3 separate regions of the Mus musculus genome follow, and all the other regions are linked to region 2. A link is a contact called in public ChIA-PET and HiChIP or PLAC-seq data. All regions are on one chromosome and are shown on one strand. Each heading gives the region's core, a stretch centred on a gene start, on an enhancer-like site or on the middle of the called end of the contact. The rest is flanking DNA. Distances are from core to core; before and after follow the strand shown. Region 1 overlaps Armh3 (armadillo-like helical domain containing 3). Region 2 holds the start of Hps6 (HPS6, biogenesis of lysosomal organelles complex 2 subunit 3). Region 3 overlaps Armh3 (armadillo-like helical domain containing 3).

Region 1 (4,429 bases), core at 131-2,630, 160 kb before region 2:
AAGTAGTGGTGAGAAAGAAAAGACTCAAAGCCAACACAAAGCTCTTCAAGTCACAAAGTTCTTTTGCTGACATGCATTACGACAGGGTCTCACTCTACAGCCTGGGTTGACCTTCAACAACCATCCACCTGCATGCTGGGATTACAGGCATGAAGAACAGTCACATCATCATAGATTTATCCTTTTCAAGGTTCTTATTCCTTGACCAAGGAATTCCAGTTTCTACGAGATAAGCATGAATGTTTACTACCGAGCTACACTGGAGAGAGACAGGAGCTAAATCTCAGTTGAGGGTAGACAATAAGCCTGGAGAGTAACTTTTCTCCAACTGTTCTAGGAATAACTATACCTCATAGTTTCACTATTGGTAGCACACTCCCTTTTGTTTGTTTTGTTTGAGACAGGGTCTTGTTATGTTGCTCTGGGTGTCCTAGAATTCACCACTGTGTAGACTAGGCAGGCCTCAAATTCAGATATCTACCTGCCTCTGGTATTAAAGGAGGATACCATTACACCCAGTAGGGATTACAACAATGTTCTACATTGCCTAGTATGTATGAAACATTTAAACTTATAAAAATAAATAAATCTTCAAAAATCCTCACAAAACTAGGTGGCAATGGTGGCCTCCTGTCTATAATGCCAGCACCTGGGAGGCTGAAGCAAGAGGATTCTGTGAGCTGAAGGCCAGCCTGGGCTACACAGTGAGTCCCAGGTTAGACTAGGCTAACCCTGTATTTTTTAAAAAAGGATTAATCCCAGTACTCCACAGGCAGAGGGAGGCAGGTCTCTGTGAAGCCAGCCTGGTCTACAAATCGAATTCCAGGACAGCCAAGACTGTCACACAGAAAAACCCTGTTTCCATCACCCAAAAAAGAATTCACAAATCTTTTCTAGGAACAAAATGGAAAGCTGGCAGGCAGAGCTAACAAAGAGCCTGTCCTGTCTGCCTAACTTACTAAATGCCATAAACCCCAGCTAATGCCTATTAACAGGCTTTAGGTTTTATCTTAGAAGTATTTTAGAATCTACTAAAGATTAAAATCCTGTTTTGTTTTGCCCCCGACCCCCCCTCTCTACTAATGTAGCTGCTAACAGCTGCAGGGCCTCACTGCCCTGAAAGCCAGCTCTTTGGGAAGCTGGAAATCCTTTTGACTTTGTGACATTAGGATTAAAGTTCATAAGTAACAGGAGAGAAGTACTCCACGTGTTGGAGACAGGCAAGGTAGTCAAATAACTCTAACCTGATAAAAAACAAGTTCACTTGCTGTTGCTACAGAGGAAGAGGGAGGGAGAAGGGGGAGGGGGAGGAAAAGGGCCTTCATTTAGAAGCCTTCAGAGGCAGTTGGGGAAGAGAAACCACCATTCTGAGAGCAGAGTGCTGGGGTAACAGTACTGTTACAGGAAGCGAGCGAGCGAGCGAGCTAGCTAGCGAGCAAGCGCACAATAACCAGGACTGCAGAGATTCCACGTGGACTTGTCACCAGTGACCCTCACTGCCCTGCGTTCTGTCACAGCATGTAACTGTCACACAGTAAATAGATCACCGAGGACCCCTCCTGTTGGCTGTGCTGGGGAATGAATGCTAGATAAGCACTCACAGGCACCTATCCATCCCCAGCCCTCTTCCCTATGGGTGAGTAACCTGAGTTCCTTTCCTCGATTCTGGCTTGTGGATCCAAGGACCACTTTTTAGCATCACTTTAAACCTTGAGTGGAGGTGAAAGAGGATGAGGAGACAGCTTGTCAATTTTCCCTTTTCTGATTTTTCTCATGCACCACATGGTTTTTGTTTTGTTTTGTTTTTTTTGTTTTTTGTCTTGTTTTGCTTTGTTTTGTTTTAAATTATCATTGGCTGGTGGCTGCTACCTCTGGAGAACGATGTCAGCTGTCCTCCCAAGCTGCTGCATGGCTTTCAGGCTGCCCAAAGCTTACAGTGGTAGGAGGACCATCTCCTTCCCTAACACACAGAACAGAATACACAGGCGTTCTGCAGGAAAATGACACAGACAGCTCCAACAGCAAAGAACAGGAATCTGCTCTGCTCCACAGGCAGAGGAAAAAGAGAATGAAAGCCACTCATAAAGGCAGCTTTTTAAGTGTGAGGATGGAGTCACACAGCTGGCGTCACAAAAGAGAACAAATATTGAATAGGAAACAACTGACAGATCGATCAATAGAGTTCCATTCACCTGGCTGCAGAGAGCTGCTGGAGGGAGAACTGAGAAGGCTCTGTTAAAAAAAAAGCTTGCCTGCTGCCTCACTGGGTGAACTGAATACCTTTCAAGAACATTGGAACACATGGTCACAAAATAGCTGCTAGCTGGTCCTGTCAGTTAAGAAACTCAGAAGTGCTACAAGGATGCACTGGCAAGAAAAGGAGACCAGAAAATACAAGGTTTGGAATTTATTCCTTGGCTTTTCCAACTTAGAAGGATGAAATGCAAAAAAGGAGATTCAGGTATGTAAGTACGTGTGTGTGTGTGTGTGTGTGTGTGTGTGTGTGTGTGTGTGTGTGTGTGTGTGTGTATGTATGTGGTGTGTGTATGTGTATGTCGGGGTCTTTCACTGAACTTAGAGGTCACCTGTTTAACTAGACTGCCTAGCTAGCAGGCTCCGAGAACCCACACACCTCTGCCTTTTTGATGTTGGAGTTACAGGCACGCCTCGCTTTTGTATGTGTGCGCTGGGGGCTGAGCTCAGGCTCCCATGCTTGGGCAGCGAGCGCTTTACCCAAATAAGACATCACCTCAGCAGCGTGTAAGACTCGAAAGCCCAAATGAAAGAGCAAGGTGGGGCATTCCTGCACTGGGAGGTATAGGAGGGGGCCAGGAGCTGAAAGGTCATCCTCAGCTACACAGGGAATTTAGCCATATACATGAGCTAAAATCATACACCCAACATAGGCTATATGAGCCTGGCTTTATGTCTTTTTTTCTTTGTAGCAGCAGATTTATATAAAGCTATACACTTATCAAGCTATACTCTAATAAAGACTCTTATTTAGACAGAGAGAGAGAGAGAGAGAGAGAGAGAGAGAGAGAGAGAGAGAGAGAGAACTCAGATGAAGCAGGGTTCAACTCCATGCCAGGCTGAATCCCATCTGTACTTTTACATGGTGTAGAGCTGAGCACAAGTGCTAACTGAGAAGGGGAAATCAGACCAGCCTCAAGAAGACAAATGTACAAAGCTATCTGCATCCTCAACTCAAACCTGCCCAGAAATAACTGTTCAAGGCAAAGAGAACACAATCACTAATGAAAACCCATCTCAATGAGCTCTCAATTAAAGCTCATGCTCTAATGAGCCAAATGCCTTCATGTTAAGCTGAACTCAAGGTTTTCATGTGGCTGGAATTTATGTTCATTTCTAAGTTATCAGGTCTTACTTTTGTTTGGTTTGTTGGAGTTTTAAGACAGGGTGGCATGCAGTACAGGCTGTTGCTGGACTCACTGCATAACCAAGGACACCTCTAACTCCTGCTTTTACCTTCCAAGTGCTGCGATTACAGGTATGCACCATCATGTGGACATGTCTGACTTTCAGAAATCACAATCCCTGTGCCTGAGAGCGTGACAATGGATGTCCCATCACCTGCTCTAAGACAGCGACCCATGAAGCTTCAGCTCATACTTTGTACAACTAAACAAACCCTTCAGATGGCACAAGGGAAGGAGGGTTTACTAGGTTTAAAGAAGCAGCAAGCAATCTTGCACCAACTCTTCTCACCAGCCTGGTTTGACCATCCTACTCCTTCCTTTGCTCAAAGCTTAGTAACAGAGTCCCATTACTAGAAAGAGCTTCCTGATCCTTCCCACCAGCAAGGTCATTCTGGGGAGAGCAGTGGCTTACCTGTTCCTCCGACAGTTGAGATATGTGATTCACAGCAGCATAGGACTCAATTTTGGGATTAAAGTGATTGATGATGGCTCTGAAATAAAGAATTAACATTACTATGGTCCCAGATGGAATACAGTGACAATCCAGTTAATCAGGAGTGAGCAGCCTTGGGTTTATTCCTGTCAACTTGACATAAGCTACAGTGTCAAGCCTCCAGCACATTGGCTTCTAGGCAACCCTTAATGAAATTTCTTTGATTAGTGATTATTGATGTGGGAGAGCAATGCCACCTCAGGACGGGTGGTCCTGGATAGTATAAGAAAGCATGCTGAAGGACCAGAGAGATGCCAATGGTCAAGACTGATTGCTGTTCTTACAAAGAACCCAGATCACACGAGCAGCCACACTGGGTAGCTCCCAACTGTCTCCAATTCTAGGGGATCTGACACCCTCTTCAGGCCCCTAAGGATGCTGCATGTGCCTGGTATACACACATAGGCAAACACACACACACAGAAATAAAAGGAAGGGAAGGGGGAAGGGAAGGGGGAAGGGAAGGGGGAAGGGAAGGGGGAAGGGAAGGGGGAAG
Region 2 (4,463 bases), core at 1,821-4,320:
AAGGGAAACCTGTTTCAAAATTCAGAGGCTGGAGGGTTAGCTCAGCTGTTAAGAATACTTGGTGAGCCAGACAATGGTGGCACACACCTTTAATCCCAGCACTCTGGAGACAGAGATAGGCAGATTTCTGAATTTGAAGCCAGCCTGGTCTACATAGTGAGTTCCAGGGCAGCCAGGGCTACACAGAGAAACCCTGCCTCACAAAAATAAGAACAACAATGTTTTCAAAGAATTCTTGGTGCTCTTGTAGAGAGGACTTGAGTTGGACTCTCAACAACAATGTCAGGCAGTTTACAACTGACTGTAACTTCAAAGGAACCTGCACACATACTACATACACCTGCATAGATGTGCACATACATTAAAAAAAAAACCAAGGCTAGAGAAATGGCTCAGTAGTTAAGAGTACTTGCTGCTGAGTTCCAGAGGCATGAATTCAGTTTCCAGCACTCACTATCAAATGGCTGACAACCACCGAAACTCCAGCTCCAGGGGAATATGATGTCCTCTTCTGGGGGGGTATGATATCTTCTTCTGGGCTCATTAAGCAGCTACACACATGTGGCATACACACATTCATACATTAAAATAAATTTTCAAGATTTTACTTTCTATACTTTCTATTTGTGTTGTGGCTGGCTGATTGTGCAGGCCCAAAGAGAGTGAATTCCTGTAGCTAGAGTTGTAAGCATTTGTGAGGGTACTGAGAGCCAACTCAAGTCCCCTTGAAAAACACAGTGTTCTCAATGGCTGAACCATCTCTTCAAAACCCCAAAATAAAAATTAATCTTAAAAAAAAAAGCATGCCCTCCCCAAACAGGGGAGCCTGACAAATCAATCAGTATTCGGGGAACAGGGTATGGCAGTTCATGCAGATACAGGAACGACAGTTTATAATTCCAGTGTTTGGGCAGCTGAGGCCGACGGATTGTCAAGGGTTCAAGGACAAGCCAGGCTACAGAGCTACAGAGTGAGAATTTGTGTCCCCCCCCAAAAAATATATATATAAACATATATATAAACATATATATATATATATAAACACACACACATATATACATATATATGTATATATATATATTGCTGAGGAAACACCTCAGTGCGTGAGTACGGACTTTCATCAGTGCTGCTGAACCTGATGTTGCTACTCCAGCTGGCGGTGTGAACCTGGGAGAGCCAGCCTGAAGCGTCCGTGAACTAAAGTTTTATGCCATAGCCAACTTCATTTCTCGCAGCAGACAGTTTTTACTCTAAGGGTTAAAAGGAGTCAACTAAGTAAAGTGTCCAGTCACAAGGACAAGCCGCATGTGGCAAAAACAAAAACATGTTTTTCCATAGAGGCGTAAAGACAACAATAGTCAGTTGTAATCAATAACATAAGTTAATTTACTCCTCTCTGATACAGCTGGGGAGGGTGCAGAGGTTATCTTGTTTATTGTTTATAGACTCGTTTATTCGGAGTTCTCCCACAAGGTCTCAGCTCCTCACAGCTTCATCCGTGAACCACGTTCCCACACCTGAGTTTGATTCCTGACACCTGTCTCAGTCACTCTTCTATTGCTGTGAAGAAATACCACAACCAGGGCAACTCTTTTTTTTTTTTTTTAAGATTTATTTATTTATTATATGTAAGTACACTGTAGCTGTCTTCAGACACTCCAGAAGAGGGAGTCAGATCTTGTTACAGATGGTTGTGAGCCACCATGTGGTTGCTGGAATTTGAACTTCAGACCTTCGGAAGAGCAGTCGGGTGCTCTTACCCACTGAGCCATCTCGCCAGCCCCAGGACAACTCTTATACAAGAAACCATTTAATGAGGGGCTTGCTTGCAGTTTCAGAGCATCAATCCATTATCATCATTGGCAGAGAGCACGGTGATGCACACGGCAGTGAAGCAGTAGCTAAGAGCTCCAGTCCCATCCACAGGCAGACGGGAACCTGGACCTGGCATGGGGGGTTGAAATCGCAAAGCTCACTGCCAGTGACACACTTCCTCCAAGGAGGCCACACATAACTAATCCCAGTTCTTCTCAGAGAGTGCCACTCTCTGATGACTAACTATTCAGATATATGCGTCTGTGGGAGACCATTCTTAGTCAAACCACCACAGGAACCACGTGGTACAAGGCAAGAACCAGCTCCGAAAGTTGTCCTCTGGCCTCTGAGTGGGTGTTGTGGCGTATGCCCATAATATTGCACGCACACAAACACAGACACACATAGATACACACACAAACACACACACATTCAATATAATTTAATTTAAATTTTTAATGAGGAAGGCAGTGAACAGGAACAAAGTAGAATAATATATATATGTGTAAAAATGCCAGCCATAGCTTGGTCAATAAAGTGCATACCTCAAAAGCTTAAGACGCTAATTCTATCCTCAATGCTTGGTATTGTGGTTCGAGTCTATAATCCCAGCGTGGGAGACTGAAGCAGGAGGATCTCCCGAGCTCATTGGCTGGCTAGCACAACCTAGTGGGTGAGAGGTCCTAGTGAAAGAAGTTCTCTCAAAACAGTGTAGAAGGTTGGCTTCTGAGGAAAGACACTGAGGCTGACCTCCAGCCTTCACAGGTGCACACAGGACTAAGAATATGGAGGAAGGGGATGCGATCATGAAATTCATTACTTTGTATGCTGACTTCAAATTTAAAACATATGTATAAAGACCAGGGATGGTAGTGATGAACTTTAATCACGGCACTTGGGAGGCAGAGACAGGAGAATCTCTGTGAATTTGTGGCCAGCCTGGTGAGCGGAGGGTTGTTAACCTTACAGTTTTTCCACTAAATTTCCAGGCGGTTGAGATTTGCTATTTGGTCAGGGCTGATACGGTGTCAGTACTCAACCACAAATAAGGTGAAAGAGCGAGGTTCAGAAAGAAGGGAGACGTTTTGAGACATTCTCACGGTGCCTAGGAAACTTGAATCCAGAGCGGGGACCCTTGGGTGCTGCGGATGCTCCTCCCTCGGACATCTTCCCGCAGCTCCGCCCCCGGCGCGCAGCGCTAGCGGGGCGTGCCCTGGGGCAATCCCGGACCTCGCCTGGCGGGGCGGGGCCGGGCGGAGTCGACGTTCAGTCCAGGGCTTGGCTCACCTCATTCACCAGGGACGGAAGTGTCAGCCCTGCACTCCCCCGGGTACCAGGACTAGCAGTCCGGCCTCGCCCCACTGGGCGATCAGGCCTTGGCTAGCTCCTGCGGCAGAGGCGTCATGAAGCGTGCAGGAACTCTGCGCCTGCTTTCGGATCTGAGCAACTTCACCGGCGCGGCCCGGCTCCGCGAGTTGTTGGCGGGGGACCCAGCTGTCCTAGTCCGCTGCAGCCCTGACGGCCGCCACTTGCTGCTATTAAGACCCCCCGGATCGCCCGCCCCACAGCTTCTAGTGGCTGTGCGTGGGCCCGGCCTGCCGCTGGAGCGTGCCTGGCCGGAGGGCGACCCCTCGCCGCTGGACGTCTTTTTCGTGCCGTGGCTGGCGCGACCCGCGCTGATCTTGGTATGGGAGAGTGGCCTAGCAGAGGTTTGGGGCGTGGGGATGGAGCCTGGATGGAAGCTACTTCAGAGCACTGAGCTGTGTCCGGATGGTGGAGCCCGCGTGATGGCCGTGGCCGCAACCCGAGGCCGCCTAGTTTGGTGCGAGGAGCGTCAGCCGGGTGTTAAGGACCAACCAGAGCAGCTTTCAACGGCCTTCAGCCACCGTGTGTGCTTCAAGACCCTGGAAACCAGCGGGGAGGCTGGCACCAAACTAGGCTGCACCCACATCCTGCTACACCATTGCCCCCTTTTTGGACTGATAGCCTCCCGCAAGGACCTCTTCCTGGTGCCTACTACCAACACTTGGTCTGGTGTGGCCCACCTTCTGCTCATCTGGAGCCCAAGCAAGGGGAAGGTAATAGTTGCTGCTCCATCTCTTGGTCTTTCACACAGTAAAAGCCTGAATCCCAAACAAGGGGACACTTGGGACTTCCGGACCCTGCTGCGAGGCCTTCCTGGATTCCTGTCCCCCAGGGAGCCACTGGCTGTACACACTTGGGCCCCATCTTCGCAGGGCTTGTTGTTGCTTGACTTGAAAGGGAAGGTGAGCCTAGTGCAGTGCCATGGTGGTACTCGAACCGTGGGAATCCTGCAGGAGGCCCCTGTAAGCCTAAAAGGGTCTGCAGCCCTGGGGACATTTCACGGCACTTTAGCCTGTGTCCTGGGCTCCACCTTGGAACTACTGGACATGAGCAGTGGGCGGCTGTTGGAAAAAAAGGTTCTCAGTACAGACAGAGTACATTTGCTGGAGCCTCCAGCCCCGGGCATGAAGAACGAGGAAGAGCTGGAGACCCGAGGAGCCCTACGATTGCTTTCAGCCTTGGGTCTCTTTTGTGTGTGTTGGGAAACTCCCCAAGGCCTTGAGCTGCCTTCAGACAAGGACCTGGTGTTTGAGGAGGCCTGTGGGTACTACCAGCGTCGGAGC
Region 3 (4,087 bases), core at 1,340-3,839, 130 kb before region 2:
TAACTGTTACACCACCTTCTACTTTATGCAGGTGTCTTTGGCTTGCACCACTGGCTTGACCTGGGTTCTATTTCGCCTTGCCCTTCAGTAGATTTCTTAGTGGTAGAGTCTGCTGGCATTTTTGTTCAGACTTTCTCTGAGCTGTTGTCTCTGAACTATCTTATAGCTTCCCTTCATCATGTGAACTTCCAAGTACCATTATTCCCTGTCCATGCCACGCCAGGCCTGGGTTCTATTCAGAATCTCTAGTTGTAAGAAAGAAACTATTTGCCCATCTATATTCAATAAATAATCAGCAAACACAAGCACAGATGCCACCTGCCTTCAATAGATGTCTATAAAGGACAACACCACCCAGCTACTCTGGAATATGGTCAAGCTGGCTTGAAAGATGAGCTGAAGCTGAATAAGTACCCTGAAGAGACAAGCTGGCTCCGGACACTCCAGAAAAGGATGCAGCCTATAAAGAGTTTATCCAGAGAAACACACGTGGCTCTCTGGCTTACCCACAAAAGCTAGCACATCAGTAATGTACCTTCTCTAGACTAGTAAAGATGGAGGCTGAGCCTGGTGGTATATGTCTATACTCTTCCAAGTCCCTCTTTATAACTAGCCAAAGAGATCATTCTTTTTACTAAAGAAAATAGTTCAGCCATACATGGTGACTCATGGATATAATCTCAAAATTTGTGAGGCTGAGACAGGAGGATTGCTGTGAGTTCCAGGTTAGCCTGGGTTACGTGGTGAAACTATCTCAAAGAAGAGAAAAAAGCCAAGGGGCTGGAGAGATAGCCCAGCAGTTAAGAGGACTGGCTGCTCTTCCAAAGGATCTAGGTCCAACTCCCAGCACCCACATGGTGGCTCACAACTGTATGAAACCCAGTTCTAGATGACCTGACACCCTCCACAGGCACCAGTCATGCACTCGAGGCATAAACATACACACAGGCAAACACAATACACATAAAATAAATCTAAACCCCAAAAACCTTTGACGAGTTCAAGGCCAGCTCTGTCAGGAAGAGAGGGAGGGAGGGAGGAAGGGCAGGCGACAGAAAGAAAGAAGGAGGGGGAAAGGGAAGGAAGGAAGGACGGACAAACCATATGAGATAAAATACATATTAGCGCCTCTGCATCTCCAAGTCCCAGTATGATGACCAACACAGCCACTGCCAACCTGACAGGATCTAGTGTCACCAAACTGACAAGCTTCTGGGCAGACCTGTGAGGGACTTCAGGACTGTTACCCAAACTGGGAAGCTGCGCACTATAGTGTGGACAGCACCAGTGCATTGGACTGGCCCTGGCTTCCATTTTAAAGGCAGAGGAGGAGGAAAGCTGAGCAGCACACTTAGCCCTGTGCTTCCCAGCTCTGGAAGAAGGGAGGTGGCTGCCCCAGGCTCCCGCTATTAACCCTCCTCAGCCCTTCCTCCCTTTTAAGCTGTTTCTTGTCAGGTATTTGCTCTAAGATGAGGTATTGTAAAAACCTTAGAAATCAGGGGTGCTCCAACAGCACAGTCAGCACCAATGGCAGAAGCTGTGTTCTCAGGTACCCTACCAAGCTGACCATTGAGAATCCCCATCACATGAAGATAAAGGTGAGAAATGAGTTTCTCTGATGTGAGGGTCTTGGGAATGCATCAGCACATCCTGAGCTTCACATCCTGTTCATATGACTGGTTTTCAAAGAAATGATACAGAAACCAATTACAACAACAACAACAATCTCATTAAACCTGTTACTACAGGGGCTCACTCTGCTAGAACATGCAAAGTATCTGAGCTCCAGGGAGAAATGTACAATTGAGGTAAAATTAATCAAACCTACATAAAAAGACAGTGTAAGAAGAAAATATTTTCCTCAGATATTCCAGAAGTCTGATCACTAAGTGTATAATTCTGTTCATTATTATCTTCTACAATGTAAACCTATATTTATAATAAGGCTGATATTATAGTAAAATGACAGTACCACATAGACACAATTCATTTAACAATTAATCTACCGGAGCTAAAAATTCTTAGCATGTCATTAATTGCCTGCTTATTAAACCAGTGTTTCAGTTTCAGTTGCAGACTATCACGTCCTTGTTACAACCCCAGGGGAAATGCGAGCACACTCATGGGACAATTAGCAAGTAACAGGACCCCAACTGGAAGAACACAGAGAGACCAGGGCAGCCACCCTCAGAGAGCTCTCCACTGCCCTCCCTCCCCTGCTGTCTTCTCACTGCCCCTCCCCTGGGCCTGCACTGCTCAAAGCAAGAACCAATGTCTGCTGCAACCTTCGTTTTTAGTTCTTAGCTGGTGAGTCCTGCTGGGGTTTTGAGAGAGCAGGAGACTAGAGGAAGATCTGAACCATGCCATGAAGGTCATCGGCTATGGCTATTGTTTTTCAAGTTTGGCCGTGGTTGAAGACTCTCTACCCACAATTTTTCTTCCCAAGGGCTTTGCAGTTGACTCTTCAGGAAAGTTTTCAGACTTTGGGGCCATTTTATATAACAGTAACAAAGCAGAGCCCAGAATGGAGAGAGATTAGTCCCAAATCATCTACCAAATCAGGGGCAGAGTCAGGAATAGATCAAAGCATCTGGACCAAGATTCTGAAGGCACATTTAGGAAATGTGCTGACGATACAAAGCTGCCGCAGAAGATCCCAATACCCAGAATGACATAATCAGGATCCACACACGCCCTGATAAGCTAAAACGATGGGTTGAACATCAAAACAAATCAAACAAGGATAAAGTGTTGAATATAGGTTAGATACAAAAGGGGGGGAAAAGCTGTAGAAATTGAGAAGGAGATTCACCAAAACAGTGCCCGGCGCTCTACTGCAGGGTGAGACTGTAAGGTCTAAATCATCTTTACTCTGTTCTTCATACTTTTCTTCTAAGTTTCTATACTAAGTGCCACACAAATGTGGTAGCACAACGCTCCTACCAACTGAACAAGCACGGGATGCAAGAACTGAGGAGGGAGGTCACGTGAAGCAGCTCTGAAGGCTCTCATGGGCTACAAGTCAGCTATGAACTAGCTACATAATTCAACTGACAAATAATCTAATGCCGGTCAGGGATGGAGCTCATGAGAGAGGGTTTGCCCAGTGTGCAAAAATCCCTGGTTTCGGGGTTCAGCACAGGAAAAACTGAACATGTATATATTTCCCAACATCTTGGAGGTAGAAGAATCAAGCGTTTAAGGTTGAGGCTAGGATGGCTCAGTGGGTAAAGATACTTCCCAAGCAAACCTGGTGAACTGAGTTTCATCCTGGAGATGAACATGGAAAGAGAACAAATCCTGACAGTTGTCTGCTGACCTTCGCATGTGCACTGTGCCAAATACATTATACACACAGACAATTAAAACAAACTAAGGTAAAAAGAAATTCAACGTCATCGGCTATATTGAGAGTTGGAGGCCAGGATAGACTATTTGAAACCTTATCTTAAAATTAAGTAAATAGGACTGGAGAGATGGACCAGCGGTTAAAGAATATCAATTGCTTTTCTAGAGGACCCAGGCTTAGTTCCTAAAACCCACAAGATAGCTCACAATGAGCTGCAACTCTAGTTCCAGAGAGAGGATCTGCACCACAGATACACACACGGTGCACATACATACATGCAGGCAAAATGTCTACACAGGTCACCATGACTGAGCCTATGGAATAATTTCAAAGATAAGGAAACAAGAGTGGAGCAGGAGAATAAAGGCACAAAGCACTCCAGATCTCCAAATGTAAGCACATTATAGTCTCCTGTCCCTTCTCCTCCCACCTCTGATGCTTACCTAAAGAAAGCAGAACGCCTACGACGGACGTTCTCCTGAGTAAAAGGCTGGACTAAAGGACACACCTGACATGGTTCATCTCAGATATTCATAACATTTAAAAGACTGTAGTTGAAATTATGAATAGGAGAGCTTACTAACTGTATACAGGAGGCCTGTGCTGTCCTGAAAAGACAGCTGGTGTGTAAGTCACAGCAGCCTACACAAACACATAAAAGGCCTTGGGTTTGATCCCCAACACTAAAAAGGGAAGAGAAAAAAAGACGGGCTGAGGTCAGCAATTTGCTCCCTTGCC

The links. ChIA-PET counts read pairs in DNA pulled down with a chosen protein or histone mark. HiChIP or PLAC-seq counts read pairs in DNA pulled down with a chosen protein or histone mark.
Region 1: a contact with region 2 is called in an RNA polymerase II ChIA-PET map of memory CD8 T cells, with 248 read pairs. The contact joins the enhancer-like site here to the promoter of Hps6 in region 2. A contact is called at or near these places in 11 of 39 promoter capture datasets (the 3T3-L1 cell line, 3T3-L1-derived adipocytes, embryonic stem cells and 6 more), 1 of 15 datasets of contacts at CTCF or cohesin (embryonic stem cells), 7 of 484 Hi-C or Micro-C datasets (B cells, the CH12 cell line, bone marrow-derived macrophages and 4 more), 16 of 115 datasets of contacts at active chromatin or transcription factors (the HPC-7 cell line, the NIH/3T3 cell line, acute myeloid leukemia and 9 more) and 3 of 9 other capture datasets (embryonic stem cells, liver and pancreatic islet).
Region 3: a contact with region 2 is called in an H3K4me3 HiChIP or PLAC-seq map of the 230-238 cell line, with 14 read pairs. The contact joins the enhancer-like site here to the promoter of Hps6 in region 2. A contact is called at or near these places in 2 of 39 promoter capture datasets (frontonasal cranial neural crest and second pharyngeal arch cranial neural crest), 3 of 484 Hi-C or Micro-C datasets (the BV-2 cell line, the G1E-ER4 cell line and nephron progenitors), 8 of 115 datasets of contacts at active chromatin or transcription factors (the 230-238 cell line, the SCID.adh cell line, bone marrow-derived macrophages and 4 more) and 4 of 9 other capture datasets (adipose tissue, embryonic stem cells, liver and 1 more).

The regions. Positions count from the first base shown.
Region 1 is chr19:45,842,256-45,846,684 of GRCm38.p6, forward strand. It overlaps Armh3 (armadillo-like helical domain containing 3), which reads right to left. Exons shown (of 26, transcript NM_198296.2): 24 at 3,853-3,931. Among named protein-coding and RNA genes, the nearest start is that of Kcnip2, 28 kb to the left of the region's middle. Within about 2 kb of position 1,381, at least 95 of the 459 cell types and tissues checked have an H3K27ac peak or open chromatin away from gene starts, as enhancers often do. A contact at or near this core is called in B cells, the CH12 cell line, the HPC-7 cell line and 5 more, where this site is marked.
Region 2 is chr19:46,000,408-46,004,870 of GRCm38.p6, forward strand. It overlaps Hps6 (HPS6, biogenesis of lysosomal organelles complex 2 subunit 3), which reads left to right and starts at 3,071. Exons shown (of 1, transcript NM_176785.3): 1 at 3,071-4,463. The coding sequence starts at 3,219. All of the region lies in intron 1 of 4930505N22Rik (RIKEN cDNA 4930505N22 gene), which reads left to right.
Region 3 is chr19:45,869,247-45,873,333 of GRCm38.p6, forward strand. The region is part of intron 23 of Armh3 (armadillo-like helical domain containing 3); the gene reads right to left. Among named protein-coding and RNA genes, the nearest start is that of Kcnip2, 55 kb to the left of the region's middle. Within about 2 kb of position 2,590, at least 9 of the 459 cell types and tissues checked have an H3K27ac peak or open chromatin away from gene starts, as enhancers often do. A contact at or near this core is called in the 230-238 cell line, where this site is marked.